Regions from separate parts of the Mus musculus genome. Here region 2 is linked to region 1. A link is a contact called in public promoter capture Hi-C data. All regions are on one chromosome and are shown on one strand. Each heading gives the region's core, a stretch centred on a gene start, on an enhancer-like site or on the middle of the called end of the contact. The rest is flanking DNA. Distances are from core to core; before and after follow the strand shown.

Region 1 (2,700 bases), core at 103-2,602:
ACTGCAAATGGCTCTCCGCCTGGCTCCCTGACTCACATAATTGTCCGCAGCCCCCTCGGACCACAGACCAGCTAGGATACCCCACCACAAGACCCAATCCAAATGGGGCTCCCGCCAGCTCCCCAAACCGAAGAGAGGCTGCGGGCTGGGGCCGCGGAGGCGAGGAAGAGGACGCGTGCCGCTGCAGAGCGCCATCAGGGGTGAGAGCGTGGGAGTCTGGAGGAGGAGGAGGCCACACCCAGAGGTGCGAGCGCGGGGGGCGTGGCCCCGGCGAAAACGAGGCAGGGGGCGTGGCCGAGCGCCAAGCTGAGGAGGAGTCGGAGAAGTGGTGGACGTAGAGCCGCACCCTTAGGTGAGCGCGCAGGGGGCGTGGCCACACCTAGAGCTGGGAACGAGGCTGAGGGCGTGGCTCCAGGCCGGGGGCGTGGCCGTCCCCACCCCCCCCCCCCACACACACACACGGGAGGGAGAGGCTCCGGCCTTTCAGGACGCGCTGAGCTTCCCCACGGGCGGCGCGCGCATCCGTCCCCGCGTCGCGTGAGGCCACGTCCGGGTTAGGCGGGCGCCACCTGGGCGCGGCCGAGGCGAGCGGAGCGTCGGCGAATCCCGCGCGGGCGCGGCGGCGAACAGGTGCCCGCGCGCGTCAGGCGCCGGCCCCCGGGGCGGGGAAGAGGGGCGCGGCCGGAAGCGCGGGGCGGGCGGGCGGAGGAGCGAGCCCGGCGGGCGAGCCGGGCGGGTTCCTCGGCCGGGTGAGCTGCGGGGCCGGGCAGGCAAGAAGGAAGGACTGCTCCGGGGCTGTGCGGCCAACGATGTCGAGCCGCCGCCTCGGCCCCTGCAGCAGCAGCAGCCGCCGTCGCCGCCGCTGCTGCCGCCGAGCCGGGGGACATGGAGCGCGGCTGCAAGGAGCGGCCGACGGCAGCAGCAGCAACGAGCGACGCAGCGACAGCGGAGCGCAGCCCTCCCCGTGAGGCGCCGGCCGGCCGGCGGCGGCGGCGACGGCGGCAGCAGAAGCAGCAGCGGCAGCAACAGGGCGGCTGAACCCCGGCCGCGGCGGCGATCCTTAGCGCGGCTTCTCCTCCCGCTCCGCACCCCGCCACCCCTCTTCAATCTCCCCTTCTGCCGCTCTTGCCCACCCCCGTCGTCCGCGTCCCGGGCGCGCGCCAGCAGCTGAGCCCCCCGGGGGCGGGGGCGCGTGTCGCCGGCGCGGGGGAGGGGCCGCCCGCCTGCCCGCCCGCGCGCGCCGCGCCCAGGGCTCGCGGGGACCCGGGGGGCGCGTGCCGCGGCGCAAGGCGAGGCGAAGCGCGGGGCGGCGCGGCGGGGCCCCTCCCCCGCCATCCCCATCCCCACCCCCCGCCTTGCAGCCTGGCGCGCGCCGGCCGGGCCGCACCGCTGCGGGCTCGGCGCGCGCGGGCCATGTCCGCCTTCTGCCTGGGCTTGGCCGGCCGAGCTTCAGCACCCGCCGAGCCGGACAGCGCCTGCTGCATGGAGCTGCCCGCTGGGGCCGGGGACGCAGTCCGGAGTCCCGCCACTGCTGCCGCCCTCGTCTCCTTCCCCGGAGGTCCCGGGGAACTGGAACTGGCCTTAGAGGAGGAGCTGGCGTTGCTGGCGGCCGGGGAGCGGTCGTCCGAGCCCGGCGAGCATCCTCAGGCGGAGCCGGAGTCTCCGGTTGAGGGGCACGGGCCGCCGCTGCCGCCGCCGCCTACCCAGGATCCCGAGCTGCTGTCGGTGATCCGCCAGAAGGAGAAGGATCTGGTGTTGGCGGCCCGACTAGGCAAGGCGCTGCTCGAGAGGAACCAGGACATGAGCCGGCAGTACGAGCAGATGCACAAGGAGCTGACGGACAAGCTAGAGGTGAGGACCTTCCGGCGGCATGGGTGGGGAGCTGGGGTGCCTGCCTGTCCTCCCCGTTTCCGTGCCTAGTCTACCTCGAAGAAGATCATCGAGAACGGGGAGGCAGGAGGGATAGTTTTCACCAGCATCAGCGCGTTCGTTGAGCCCACCTGCCTTTCCCACCCAGCTCGGATGTGAGTCCGTGCACGTCTCTCACCGTTGTGGGCCGTTCTATATATGTATTGTACACAGAGTCTAAAATAGAGCTTACAGTATGACTAATTTATACAGCACCAAGGCGATATCTGCACACAGAAATGAGAACATCGAGAAGCATTTAAAATATGCTTCAGGTGTTCGGAGAAGCAGTTAATCTCTAATCAGGGTGTTAGCCCAGAGCTTTCCAGTCCGGGCATTAAGGCCTCTGGATGCCCTTGTCTTAACTTTCTGGCAGAGAGTTGTGGGGAACAAGTGCCTCGAAAGGAGCTTTATATAGCTTTCAAATGCTTAGGGATTAGGGGATGTGGTTCCATTGCAGAAATCAGAGAAGGCAGGGCTCATCATGTGATTAGTTTGGGCTTCAGTAGCTATGTGTGTCTCAGTAGTACTTTCCTGTGTCCTGGGTCTTAGCATGTATGTTACTTTTAACCACTACTAAAAACATTTCCCCTCACCCACCCCTGTGGGAGGGTCGTTTCCTGGCAAAATGGTTCAGTGGGTAAGGTCACTTGCCCCAATTGGTTCCTCAGAACCCATGTGGGATGTCACTAGCAACGTGTCCTCCGGCCTACACACACACCCCAGTTAATAAATAATCCTAAGTACGTTTTCAAATGAGTAATATTTCTGTTAATTCCATGCAACAACATC
Region 2 (2,700 bases), core at 198-2,697, 2.2 Mb before region 1:
GACAAATGGCTCCGTGTTGTTGGACGGGAGGAGAGGGGACACAATGACTCTTATAAGCATGCAAGCAAAGGGCTGTGTGAGCAGTGAAAAGGGAAATAGGAACAAGAGCTGAAAAGCTATGGCAGGCACACACGAACGAGCGCGTGCGCGCACGAACACACATACACACACACACACACACACACACACACACACACAGAGCATGACCAAGCCTGATGCTTACGTGCTCTGAAAAGAACCGCTTGGAGAAGGAAGCTACAATCTTCCGGGCTTCTAACCCAGCTTTCTGCCGAACTTTATATTCCTCTAACCAATTGACGTAGTCGGTGGGGCTGTAGTGCTTCATCAGGGAGGGCCACCTATAAGGGGGGGGGGGGGAGAGAAAACACCCTTTCTCAGCTCCGCAGAGACTGCAAAAAACCACGGAGGAGTCTGCGGGCAAGGGGGGGGGGGTGGACTTGGCAGAGGCTCTAGTTGCAATAATCATAGCGTATGCAATGCATTCCCTCACTACTCAGATGCAGTGACCTTGGCGTGGCGACACGAAAGGCAGCGTTTCTACCACCAGTAGCCGCCGCCCCCCCTCCGCCCCCCAATCTCTGCGCTGGCCACAATCACAGTGATGCTAACGGTTCTCGTGGATGGCGCGCCTCCCTCAGCATCAGGCCCTGCAAACCCGGGCCTCATCTTATTTGATTCCCCATAATGGGAAAAAAAAAAAAAGGAGGGGGGGTCTCATCACCGACCAGGAGACCCAGGCTCTGGAGAAGGGAGGTGGACCGACATCACCCCCTCCACCCCCAAGGTCACGAGCTGGACTGGCAGGTCCGATGCCGGCATCCTAAGGAGCTAGCCAGGAATGCACGCACCGCTGCTTTGCCTGCACGTCAACATCCTGCAGCGGCCACAAAAGATGCGCCTCCTCCTGCAGCCGGGAGGCGCGTGAAGGCCGCAGCCCCCCGGGGCGGAGCGCTCCGGAGGCCCCGGCCTCGGGCGGCTGCCGCGACCCCATCGGAGCTCCGGAGGGGGCCCCCCGGGCTGCAGGCAGGCCTTTGTCTGCGGCCGCGGGAAGAGGGCGGCGCGCGGCCCGGAGGCCCGGAGGGTGGCGGGGTGGGGCCCCACGCGAGGCCCGGCGCCGAGGGGCTCTGCGGGTCCCGGGAACGGGATGCTCGCTCACCTCACCCGGAACTGCTCCTTCCACACCTGCCCGCTGCTCTGGCACACCTCGCGCAGGCGGCGGCAGGTGCTGGACACGCGGCCGATGTCCAGCGCCGTGAGCGAGCCGCTGCACAGGATGTACTCCAGCACCTCGCCCGGCAGCTGCACCAGGCAGCTGGGGCCCGTCGCCTCAGCCGCGGCCTCCTCGGCCAGCGCCGGCACCACCTCCATAGCGCTGTCCCCCGCTACCGACGCCATCTTGTCCGCGTACCTGAGGGGGCCGCTGTGCGGGCGGGCGCGCGCGCGATAGGAGCCTAAGAAGCCGTACCACGCCCTCAGGGGGAGTGGCTGGGAACGCCCCGCCCACGCCAGGGGGTCCCGCCCACTCCGCTTGGAGGACTGGGAAGAGCCAGAGGCGAGAGCTGGCTGCTGCTGCAGAGATAAATGGTCCTTTCGCGTCCTGATTCTCCCAGGGGCATTTTTAAAAATGATAGCTGGGTGCTCGTCTTCGGCAGCGCAGATACTAAAACTGGAACGATGCAGAGATTTGCATGGATGCTGCGCCTAGGATGACACGCAAATTCGGGGAGGCGGTGGCACCTTTGATCTCCGCATTTAGGAGGTGGAAGTAGGCAGATCTCAGAGTTCGAGGCTAGCCTCAGCTATAGAGCGAGTTCCATGACAGCCAGAGATACACAGAGAAACCCTGTCTCGAAAATAAATATATCGAGGTTGCCCGGGCAGTGGTGGCGCACGCCTTTAATCCCAGCACTTGGGAGGCAGAAGCAGGTGGGTTTCCAAGTTCGAGGCCAGCCTGGTCTACAGAGTGAGTTTCAGGACAGCCAGGGCTACACAGAGAAACCCTGTCTCGAAAAACAAAACAAAACAAAACAAAATTGCCCTTTGGCCTTCACCTTCTCGATGGGACATGAGTCCACATAGACAATAACTAAAAGTTAAAAATGACTATGGTGGCTTACTTCCTAATTCCCAGCTCTCAGGAGACCGAGGCACGCAGATCAAAAGTTGGGCTATCTATATTAAGATCCGATCTCAAAAGCAATTTGAGACAGAGTCTGATGTAGTCCACTCTGGTCTTGAATTATGTATTGGAGAAGGACCTTGAGTTTCTGGCCCCCCTGCCTTTACCTCCCATAGCTTGTATTAAAGGCATACACCACCAAGATGTACTTCAGAGGTGGTAGTGCGGGGGTGAAACCCAGGGCTTGGTGCCGGTTAGCCATGCACTTTACAGCCATGCCATAGTCCCAAAATTAAGCTGTTGAAAATGGCTATCTTATACCAAGCACTTCCTGGAAGTGATTTGGCCTTCTCCACGGGTGACTCACTCTCCACTGGGTACTGAGGCAAGCATACTATTTGTTTTTGGGGACCCCTATTTCTAGCTCTATGATGGTGTGGAGAATAGTAGTAACCCCTGAATCTATGTCCTGATTTGAAGCAGGTCGAAGTATCGTGGGGAGCTCTCCTCTGTGTGACTGGGCTCCTTCAAGCCGCTGATCCCTTTGACTCTGCCTCCCA

Evidence for each region. Promoter capture Hi-C pulls out the DNA fragments that hold promoters and counts their contacts.
Region 2: a contact with region 1 is called in a promoter capture Hi-C map of hippocampal neurons, with 3 times the contacts expected there. The contact joins the promoter of Fbxo21 here to the promoter of Bicdl1 in region 1. A contact is called at or near these places in 1 of 39 promoter capture datasets (hippocampal neurons) and 1 of 484 Hi-C or Micro-C datasets (embryonic stem cells).

The regions. Positions count from the first base shown.
Region 1 is chr5:115,730,273-115,732,972 of GRCm38.p6, reverse strand. It overlaps Bicdl1 (BICD family like cargo adaptor 1), which reads left to right and starts at 1,352. Exons shown (of 9, transcript NM_001080808.2): 1 at 1,352-1,851. The coding sequence starts at 1,414.
Region 2 is chr5:117,975,517-117,978,216 of GRCm38.p6, reverse strand. Fbxo21 (F-box protein 21) reads right to left here and starts at 1,447. Exons shown (of 12, transcript NM_001346588.1): 1 at 1,178-1,447; 2 at 224-359. The coding sequence starts at 1,416.